3 separate regions of the Hordeum vulgare genome follow, and regions 1 and 2 are each linked to region 3. Evidence: chromatin contacts called from public Hi-C data. All regions are on one chromosome and are shown on one strand. Each heading gives the region's core, a stretch centred on a gene start, on an enhancer-like site or on the middle of the called end of the contact. The rest is flanking DNA. Distances are from core to core; before and after follow the strand shown.

What was found. A called contact is a pair of places that touch in the nucleus more often than the background predicts.
Region 1: a contact with region 3 is called in a Hi-C map of leaf, with 4 times the contacts expected there. The contact joins the promoter of LOC123426515 here to the promoter of LOC123426532 in region 3. A contact is called at or near these places in 3 of 6 Hi-C or Micro-C datasets (leaf and seedling) and 1 of 1 datasets of contacts at active chromatin or transcription factors (embryo).
Region 2: a Hi-C map of leaf shows a contact between it and region 3, with 3 times the contacts expected there. The contact joins the promoter of LOC123426547 here to the promoter of LOC123426532 in region 3. A contact is called at or near these places in 3 of 6 Hi-C or Micro-C datasets (leaf and seedling) and 1 of 1 datasets of contacts at active chromatin or transcription factors (embryo).

Annotation. Positions count from the first base shown.
Region 1 is chr1H:109,851,097-109,854,625 of MorexV3_pseudomolecules_assembly, reverse strand. LOC123426515 (protein NETWORKED 4B-like) reads left to right here and starts at 1,629. Exons shown (of 3, transcript XM_045110367.1): 1 at 1,629-1,701; 2 at 3,518-3,529.
Region 2 is chr1H:110,680,039-110,683,847 of MorexV3_pseudomolecules_assembly, reverse strand. LOC123426547 (60S ribosomal protein L10-2) reads right to left here and starts at 1,394. Exons shown (of 4, transcript XM_045110399.1): 1 at 1,256-1,394; 2 at 1-194. The coding sequence starts at 1,265.
Region 3 is chr1H:110,179,091-110,182,932 of MorexV3_pseudomolecules_assembly, reverse strand. LOC123426532 (thioredoxin H4-2) reads left to right here and starts at 1,793. Exons shown (of 5, transcript XM_045110374.1): 1 at 1,793-2,273; 2 at 2,717-2,793; 3 at 2,885-2,998; 4 at 3,676-3,798. The coding sequence starts at 2,773.

The DNA.
Region 1 (3,529 bases), core at 380-2,879, 330 kb after region 3:
TAGCAAAACTAAGATTGAGGTGCAACAATTTATTCTTCTTGACGACGAGTCCTTGCTTCCACATCTCAATTCTCAAAGGCATATTAATTGGTCGCAATGATACAAAATATTAATTGCTGTTGAAACAAAATATTTCATTCTGAAGCTAAACATTTTTTTTCGAGTTTGAATTTACACACTCAAATCCCTACTCGTCACTCAAAAGCATTTGAATTTACACACTAGAATCCCTACCAAAACGCTGCTATATTTCAGTATTTCTGAAGCTAAACGAACATAGTGCTCGTCGCCATAGCTGAACGCTGAACGCTGCTATGTTTCAGTATTTCTGAAGCTGAACGCTGCTATATACACGAATGCATCACATCATCTAGATATCTAAACTATAAAATCAGTGCTCGTAATCATAAAATCATACACAAAAGCGATACTCACCTAGCACAAATAGCCTTGCTCTTGTTCTTGCGATTGGCAGCATCATATCGGCCGTTGCTAAGCAGGCTAGGGCGTCCCTTCTTCACGGACGTCTCGGACATAGTGCGTCGACGGTGCTGCACCTTGGACCCTGGAGCACGAGGTGGAAGACCTTGACGTCGGTCGGGGACTTGGCTCTTTTCTGGCGCGCGGAGGCAGAACGCACCATCTGACGATAGGGTTGGGACTGGGCTTGGGGTAGTCATGGCGTGCTCCTGGCTGTGGTGGTCGCCGAACTGCAGCTCCTCCTCGCGGTTCCCTTCCACGCGCGAGCTATGATCATCATCCCCTGGCTCCATGGTGCTGGCACGAGGCAGCAAGCGGCTGGAGGCGCTGGCGGTGGCGAATGGCAACGAGCCAAGCCAATAAGATGAGATCACGTTGACTGCTAGACGTGGGCTACACGTAGGCCTAGCTAGACATCAATCACGTTGATCCATATACTGCGGGCCTGCGGCATGCAAGGTAATTCTACGTCAATCACGTTAATCCATATATCCATATAAGGAACGAGGCAATTCTGGAGATCAATCACCTAGATACGTATCACATATTCACGTACGGGAGGATTTGTGACGTGGGCTAGTTGCCGAATAATGTACATATAATATAATTAATATTTGGAGAAATGATATTTATGCCTTACTTGTCAAATTATACACGGGTACATGGGTACACGGGTACGGGTTATACTAAACCATACCCGTACCCGCTATGTCCGATGGATTTTAAAATTTTCTATTTACGTATCTATGGATAATTTTTTTTACTCATATCCTTGTCTTAATAGGGTTTTTATCCGCCGGATACGCGGGTAACGGGTATCCATTACCATCCCTAAACACAAACGAGCGTAGCCTAAAACACGGCTCAACCACGGCACCCAAACACAAACGAGGGATCCAATGCTGCCGCCGCCGCCGGCGGCAGCGGCAGCCGCGATCCGAGGCTTTCCCTTTCCCACACCGGCAGGCAGCAGCGGGTCCTACCACTTTCTCCGGGGACAGCCTCCATCTCCACGGCCGGCCGGGCCATGCCCATGTGGTCCCCAGAGCCAGCGAGCGGGAGGCGCCACCATCATTCGAAACCGACTATACTAATTTACTCACCAACGTTAGTGTAGCTGGCAGTTACCCCTCTCCTCTCCTCTCCCGTGGCGTCCAGCTCACCAACGCTCGGAACTCGGCCGAAAACCCTCCCCGTCCGCCCACGCCCAGGGGCACCACGGTAAAACTCGCCGCTAAAAACCTCCCACGCCCCGACGCCTCCTTGGGCTTTAGCGCTCCCCGAGTTCCCGTAACCTCCCCCCGCCTCCATCTCCATTCCTGCCGTGCCAAGGTCTGGCTGCCGCTGCTGCTCGAGGTGGTGGTCGGACGGATCTCCGGTGAACCTCGGTAAATCCGCGCGGCTTGCCCGAATCCCTTGTCTTGCGTTGTCTCCTGCTTTCCCGTACGTGTGATGACGATGCTGTCTGCGCTCGTCGCGGTGAGCGGGGCGGCGGTTAGGAGGGGGCTGGGCGCTTCCTCGTTCCCGTCGCCGGAGGTTGTAGGCCTGTGGCCGCCGCGGGAATTTCGTTTCCTCTTCGTCTTCCTTTTCCGCCAGCGGGAGATCGATCCGTACAGCCCTGCTTGCGCCTGCTCTGCTCTCTTCTGTGAAGAGCTCGAGTCGCAACTGACCCCATGCTGCTTCTTTTGACCGGCTCCGCTGCGATGCTGTTGGTCGCGTTATGCCATGCCTTCAGCTTACTTTTACTCCTAGATCCGACGCGGACTAAATTGTGTCGAATTTACTCGTGCTTTCGGTTATCAGTAGAGAGAACGCAAGTTAGCCCACTTGTTTCGCGTTACATCTGCTGTAAATCTTCAACACACAGTTTAGCCCTCGTGTTCTCAATGGGAATGTTCGCATGGTGATAATCTTCTGCATGTCATATCGCTCTCACGTGTCTATTATCTACTCGTAGTATCTAGGTGTGCCCCCGCCATGCTTCGTGGATCCCGGATCTTCTTCAATAATATCGAACTCAATGAGCAGTGTTCCTGATGGCCTGTTACCTGAATAATAATGTCGACAGGAGCGTTTTTGGTTGCACGTATGCGGCCTCTTGCCTGAATCCCAAAGTTTCAGATCAACGTGGGGTTCAGTGTTTGCTGTCCATTCTTCTTGTCTGCCTGAGATTGTTCCCAGTTCACTGAATCAAGTTGCCCGACCTGCCTATCAGGCAGGCACACATAGCTGTAGCTGCTGTGTCCTTTGCAGTTGGACATTTGACACCCAAATGCCAGCCGTTTTATTCTCTCAATGGGGTTCTCTTCTCGGATAATTGGTAGCTACGAGATCTGATCAACGTCACTGTCACTCTGTTTCTTAAATATTCGCCCAATTTACATGCTATATTTATCACGGTGGTCTTAAGGAAGCTGGCTTTATGGATTGTTGCTAATGTTTCCTTGTGATAGCATGCATGCCTGTATTCATTCATTTTTTGAATTGCTTATTGAAGGCCGGACGTTTTCCCTTTCCAGAAAAAGAAATGTCACTGTCTTTCACTCCCTGTCACTGTTCTTTAGATGGCTAATCATTGTCAGTCATGGGCTTCCCGCATCTCTGGTCCCCTGGGGTTTCGCATCCTATTTATCTACTCTTCCTGCCATATATACACTCATAACTAGGATACGAGTTTTGCTCATTTGAGAAGGATTGTTATTTCCTTGATCTTCTTATGTAGTGTGTGAAAGACTTGCTCTGTTGACCAGATCATTGCATATCCCCTAGCTAATCTTTCCGTTGCACAGGCAAGTCACTCAATAGGCCTTCAACTACAGGCCTGAGCTTGTTTTGCCAGCAACTTTATGTGTCTGCATTTTGTTTAATTTCCCCTTTGAACCTGTGTTACATTGCTATGAATTCTGAGACAGTTAGTTTGTGGTTTCTGTAGTAAACTTTCATATAGATTTATGTTTGAGGTATTTAAGTGCTTCACCTCTGTTGTGTGTATCTTTGTTCTCCCTTCTCACTTGTATATCCATTTGAATATTATCAGGCCTGCATAACA
Region 2 (3,809 bases), core at 145-2,644, 500 kb before region 3:
GGCAGCCTCAAGTGCCTCACTGGACACATTCTCCTTCTCCCATGAGACAAGGTGAACACAGTGGGAGAACTCATCCACGCCCTTCTTCTTCATGCCAACATCATAGATCCTGATCTTAGGGTCAGGCACACCACGGCAGTACCTTGACTTGGGGTATGGCTTGTTCTTGATCTGCCGATAGCACCTTGCAGGTCCTGAACAGAGAATTTTGTCAATAAAAAGAACAAAATAACTAAATGCAGCAAACATCACAAAGAAAATAACTCAATCCAAGGAACATTGAAAAGAAAGTGCAACACATTAAGAGACTGCATCATTGCAGCTACTGAGAACAAACCATCTTAATTTGCACACATACCAAACTACATACGAGTAACATGTACAGATAGTTTCAACTTAAGATAAGGTACAATTGACATGCAAACAAGAGATAACTAACCACCATGATTCAGCATGAGCAGCTGGCGACCCAAACACGTTTTAACAGGGAATGCAAAACATTGTGTAAGGTCTAACTAGACAGAATAAACTACTAATTCAGATTTACAGGAAACCATTGACCATAAAACCAATTTGCACAAATTCCAAACTACATACGAGTAACATGTACAAATAGTTTCAACTAAAGATAAGGTACCATTGACATGCAAACAAGAGATAACTAACCACCATGATTCAGCATGAGCAGCTGGTGACCCAAGCACGTTTTAACAGGGAATGCAAAACATTGTGTAAGGTCTAACTGACAGAACAAACTACTAATTCAGATTTACGGGAAACCATTGACCATAAAAACGTATCAACAGGGGCAGTGTTATGAGTGATACGAATAACTTAGAAGCAATAGCATACAGATATTAATTCTCTAGCAAACTAGACATGAAAGAGCAGAGGAATTACTAACATTCAAGAAGCCTAGAGCATTTTTTTTCTGGCACCATTACAGAAACAGATCTTTAAATGAAAGGAACAGAGGATGAACCCGCGGCTTGTACTAGTCAAATATTATTTCGAATCACCACAAGAGAACATCTACGGGCATGAATTCGTCTTCCCAAATCATCCAGACAAAAACTAGATTAACATCGGGAGCAACACATGTGACAGGTTCCGCGCGGTTACGACGGATCTAGACCAGATTCACACGCAACAGCGCCGATTCAAACGATTGCACGAACCATAGCTACGACCAGACGAACGCTAAACCAGGTCAACATACGGAAAGACGAGAGAGAGAGGGTAATCGCGTGCTTACTTCTCCCCATGGCGACGGCGGCTCGAGGCAGGCGGCTGCTGCGGCGGCGGCGGCGGGGGCGGGAGGGGACGGAGGAGCTGCGATTAGGGTTTGGTGCGGATCGACGGGGCCGCTTATATAGAGGTGCGGATTGGGAATGGGTTGCTTTCCAGGGGTTTCCGCGTGGAGGTGGTGCTATTGGACTTGGACTGTCCATGTTGGGTTTTGCGTCATGCGTGACCGGAGCTGTTGGGCCTGAGGACAAATTAGTCCAGCCCAGCTAGCATCAGAAGGTTGGGTAAGGCTTTTTTGGGCACCCTATGTCTCGCCTTCAGCGAGAGGGGAGGAACCCCTCAATATGGGCTAGCCCACAAGCACGGAAGGCCATAACCTTTTTTCGTTTTTTTTTACGTTTTCTGTTTCTTTTTTGCTTTTTTTACTTTTTTATACTTTAAAATATTGTAAGTGTATATATTATAATAAACACTCTATTAAAACATTTTAAAAATGTTGAATTATTTGAAAAAATATAGAGCAAGTATTTGAAAACTGTTGAAAAAGTATTTGAAAATGTTGAAAAAGTATTTTTAAAAATATTGATTGTGTATATAAAAATGATAATCAATCATTTGAAAAACATGTTAGACAGGTATTTAAAAAATGTTGAACAAGTATTTCAAAAAATGTTTCAACAAGTATTTGAATGGTGTTGAACAAGTATTTGAAAAGTGTTGATCATGTGTATAAAAATGTTGAACAAGTATTTGAATAATGTTGAACATGTATTTGAAAAAATGTTTATCATGCGTATAAAAATGTTCAATAAATATTTGAAAAATGATAAAAAAACTAATTAAAAAATGTTAAACAAGTATTTTAAAAAATGTTGATCATGTATATAAGAATGTAGAATGAAAACAAATCAGAGAAGAAAAAAATTCAACTAGCATTTGAATAATGTTGAACTAGTATTTGACAAAATGTTGATCATGTGCATAAAAATATTGAAGGGGTATTTAAAAATGTTGAACGAGTATTTGAAAAAATGTTGATCATGTATATAAAAATATTAAACAGGTATTTGAAAATGTTAAATGAGTATTTGAAAAGAATGTTGATCTTGTATAAAAGAATGTAGAAAAAACAAAAAGAAAGAAAAGAAAAAACTTGAAAATGAAAAAAAAGGAGAAGAAAAAAGAAATAAAAGAACATAAAACGAAAAACAAAGAAAAGAACAAAAAGAAAACCTACTCAGATCGCCTCTAACCACTAACTGGAAGCTAGCGCAAGGGTGACCAGCGTTCTTCTATCGTCGCGGACCAGGGTTCGAGTCCTTGGTGGCGCTCCGATTCTTCTCCATTTTTTCAATCTTCGAATGCTCTCGCATCCTTAAGACGAAAAATAGGCCATCAAATGCTATCATCTTTCTATCTATAACTATTAATAAAAAAAACTAGCAAAAATGCCCGTACATTGCAACGAAAAAAGAATGCACTATTCACATCTTTTTTTAACATGACGCCCTTCTGTGTGACCCTCTATCCTCCTTCATGGTTGTCACTGACATTGATAGTAGTGCCTGAAACAACTGTTGTGATTTGTTACGGAGCAAAGCAAAGGCTACTAGAAATGAATAGCGCATGTTTATTAACATAAATTCCTATCATTAATAATAAATAGCACATAGGTTATCAATAGTACAATCAAATTTTGCGACCTTTTAATGTAACTAAATGTTTTTGCTTGCTAACAAAATAACTTCAAGATTATGACAAAAATTAATGATTTTCCTCAATAAAGAATCAAACCATTACATGAGCAACCAATTGGATTTCTCCACTTTCACTTTATTTAAAATTTATAGAATAAAAACATGATATGAAAAAGATCGAGTTTGCTGTCTAGTATGGTATGTGTTGGCACAACTTCGTTCTAGCATGAGCGCGTCATGGTGCTCTACTTTAAATTCCCATCTGGATGGGCCGGAATAATTTGGCCCCAATGTTTCCATCAACCTTGCCATCACCACCAACTTGTCTTCAAACCTTGTCTTCTTCCCACCATAGCATCCTAGTAAGGAGAAAGTGCCACATAACTACATAAATGTGCCACCTTAAAAATCTAGAGATCTGAATAGTGCACCAAACTTCAGAATGGGACTTGGAGCTGGAGCACTCGTTGCTGGAACTATGATGTTTGGTGAAACCCTCTTACGAGGTCCAAGTTTTCATGGTGCTACACGCCGGCGACATGAAGGTGGAGCATGTCGTTGATGATAGCACTACCTCCCAACTTCTTGGCGTTGATGAGGTCTCCCAGCCAGACCACGCACCTGGTGGCGTCCCCCTTGGAGCTGCTCCTCATGTTGGTGTGCGTGTATGCGAGCAGTTGCGAGTGCACTGTGTCGTGCACCAGGTAGCTCCTCCATCCGTCGGAATCCCTGAAAGAAATTTCAGATCTTCAACTAATAATTAGGAATAATTGTGTGAGAGTTGCAGATTCCTCGCCGTCACAAGCCGCCGCCGCTGCTCACGTGTAGCTTGCCCCCTAACGACCGGATCCAGCCATTCATCGC
Region 3 (3,842 bases), core at 544-3,043:
ACGTGCGATGCTTGGATTGGATCGGACTGCGACGCGAGTATGACTATGCCAACCATGATCTCTATATCGTTAACACTTTTGGTCTATAAGGGTATGTAGACACCTCTCCCTCTCGTTGCCAGCCTCTCCATAGAATAGATCTTGGGTGTTTCGTAGGAATTATTTTGTTTTCCATGCTTTGTTCCCTATAAAACCTTAGACCCCAAGGTGAAAAGAATTGGGATATCGGCGGGGATGACTTTAGCTTGAGGAGTTCATGTATTCACTATGTGTTAATGCTTTGTTTCAGTTCTGCATTAAAAGGAGCGCCTTAATTACCCTTAGTTTTCATTAGGACAAAATATGTCATGCAAATTCTTATTGCAAGCACGTATACTATACATGGAATACATGTCAACATATAGTTAATGAATTGAAACTACTGTATGTCGCTCTAGGTTGTGACTACACTTTTATACTATTTCCTTTGCTCCATTTACTATTACTCTGCGAGTTACAATTCTACTACTAGTGAAGTTACTATCACCGTTACTTTGCTATCATTGCTATCATATTCATTGTGCTATTCATAAATTGATGCAAGGAAGAGATTCTCACATATGGTTGAATTGACAACTCAACTTTTAAGGCTTACAAATATTCTTTCTCTCCCCTTGTATCGAATCAATAAATTTGGGTGAAATACTATCATCGAAGACTATTGCGATCCCTTATACATGTGGGTCGTCAGTTGGTCGGTCATCTACGCGTGTCTTCGAATCCGGCGCACTGGAGGATTTGTGCCCCGTTCCATCTCCTTGGGCTCACGGACGTCCTTGCCAACCCGGTCCCAGTGACCCGCATCCGCGTTCCCTCCATATCTCGGCTCGCTCTGTCCTTCGGCCACTGTCACATCCCCTACCGCATCTCATCCTCCTAGTCACCCACATATGTGCCCCATTTGTCCCTCCACCGCTCTGTTGCTTGCACGTCTAGTAGTGCATGTTGCCTCTCGACGCGCGTGGATCCCCTTCCCGCGGTCGTGGCTCCGACCTATGCACGACTTCCTCTTCGCTAACTCATGCTTTGATGGCTTGGTATTGCTCGAACTCTGTCCAGGACAAAATCCCTGCATACTATGATGGCAGCAGCGACACTCGCGGGTGTCGTCCCCTTCTTGGTGGCGCTATCACAACGGTTATCTGGCCCCTCTTGAAGCATCATGGGAAACCCTAGGTCCGATTTTCCGGATCGAACGACGATGGCGTCTCGACGTAGTACTCCTTCGTGAAGGTTGTGTCTTGGTTGCTCGCGACGTCCCAGGGTCTTGATGTGAAGATGTTGGTCGTGGTGTTGTTAGTCTTGGCTTACTTCGTAGGATGGCGAGTTTAGCTGTGTTTTTCTCTTGTTTGAGTCGAGCATCGTATATCTCTTTGCTCCGGACATTATGTTGATGCATCTTGTTTCCGTATCTTGTATTGTATCTCGTCTTGTACTCTAACTTTTCTTGTCAATGAAATGATACGCAGACTTTGCATATTCGCAGAAAAAGAAAAAGAAAAACACATTTTGAAATTTGTATAGCCACAAGGCAGACGGCGGCGGGGTAGTCTCCGTGCCAGTAGTCTACCGGAGGTTGTCTCAAAAAAAAAAAAGTAGTCCACCGGAGGTCCGGTCCGGTCCGGAGCAACACAGAAGCTCCACGTCGCCGGATCTCCACCAAGGCAAATACGACCATTTTCCACCAACAGAAAAGGCATTTTCTTTCGGTAGGCGCACACGGCACGAGCCGCGCCAGCCAAGTGGCGTGCGACGCGAGACGCGGCACGGGCTCTCTCGCTCACGCCGGCCGGCCGGGAGCGGACGGCCCGATCGATCCCATCCAGGTCGTCGGCGTCGGCGTCGTCGTCGTCGCCTCCAGAAGCACGAGCCCAGCATAGCACGGCCGCAGAATATTCCACGTCCCTTCCCCTCATCCTCCCCAGGCCCAGCAGCAATAAAAAAGCAAGCCATTCCCCTCCTCTTCCTCCGATTAATCAAACCGCGCGGCGGCGGCGGCGAGCGTGCGACCTGCGACCACCAGACGACCCAACCGACCCACTGACCCACACCACACCACCGGGGAGCTCTCCCTTTTACGTCAATCAATCGAAACCCAGTTAAAGAACCTCTTAATTGCCCGCCAGGAGATCCGCCAGGCTTATCTTCGCCGTCTCCTCCGACCTCGCCTCCACCCCCCCTCGCCCCGCGGCTTCTGGGTTCCTTGGCGCCAAAATCCCCGCTTCCGATCCCAGGTAAATCCTCTTTGGTTACTCGTTGATCCGGTCGGCTTCGATTTGTCCGACGCGGTTCCTGGCCGCGAATTGTATGCCTGAAAGATTCTTCTTCGTGGATTCTTGATCCGCGAGGGAGCGGACACAACTGGATTTTTGTGTGTGCTTTTAGTTTACCAGGTTCAGGTTCTTGTCCGGTTCATGATAATGGAAGAATTCCTTCCTTAAAACTGCAAAGAGATGTAGCTCTAGTTCCTCGCACCCAGTTGGGATGTGTTGGGGAGAAAAATACTCTCCTTCCCGGGCCAACTGACGACAAGTTATCTGTTAGGAGTACTTTACATCATGGAGTATATAATACCTTACCGAAATTACTGTTCCCGCAACGTCTCCATATTTTTTCTAGTGTTATTACAGACACAGTTTCCTTCTGATAGACCATGACATGGTTTACTGTTGTTTAGGCCTTCAGGAATCAGGGGGCCTTTCATTCAGCGATTCCTGCTATTGTCAGTTCGGCATGGGGGGCTGTGTGGGCAAGGTGAGTTCATGCCTGTTATCGAATGAATCTGTGTTATGTTCTTGAACTCCCAGGTAATTTGTATGTAATCCTTCTGTCCTCTTTTGGTCAGGGTCGTGGCATTGTGGAAGAAAAGCTTGATTTCAAAGGTGGAAATGTGCATGTCATAACAACCAAAGAGGACTGGGACCAGAAGATTGAAGAAGCAAACAAGGATGGGAAAATTGTAAGCAAACTAGCAATTTGTTAAAATGGATTACAGATATCCTTTGCTTCTTATACTGTTTGTTATGAAGTACTTGGTGTTTATGTCTATCAATTTACACCATATATGAAATGGAAATAGGTCTAAGCAGTCCGTCTCCACACACTAATTCCACCATGCCCCTTGTTAGCCTGTAAAATAAGCCCACTCCCGCAAGAAAACGCATTGATGAGGATGTAGAAATCAAGCAGAAATTACTATGAGACACCTAAGTAGATAGTATAACCAACTGCTCAAGCAGAAAGTGGGCACGTGAAGGTGCTTAGCTTGTTAGGAGCATAGACTATACTACTGTAGAAAGCCTATGGTGATTAGCTCGCTTATTTTCTAAGTTGTGCACTTGAAATCATGGACAGGTTAACTAAACTGTTTTCCCACAAAAGAAGTTTTGTTCAGGGGATGTTTTCCTTAGCAGAGGGAGGTTCCCTGTAACTGTTCTCCCAGTGAAAACCCGGAATATACACGGGTAGCTGTAGTTTTTATGATAGAACATGAAAACCATACGCTTTAAGCCCAGTGTTTACGTTGACCATTTTATTTTGGGCTGAGAAGTCCAGCGGCAAGATATTTGAACAACTAACAATTCTTGATGCAGTTTCTGAAGTTGCATCTGATGTACTCTTTGATTTCTTTTGTAGGTTGTAGCAAACTTCAGTGCTTCGTGGTGTGGGCCATGCCGTGTCATTGCACCTGTTTATGCTGAGATGTCCAAGACTTATCCTCAACTCATGTTCTTGACAATTGATGTTGATGACCTAATGGTAATTCCGTCTTCCATTTGTTTGAATTACTCACTACAGGATAA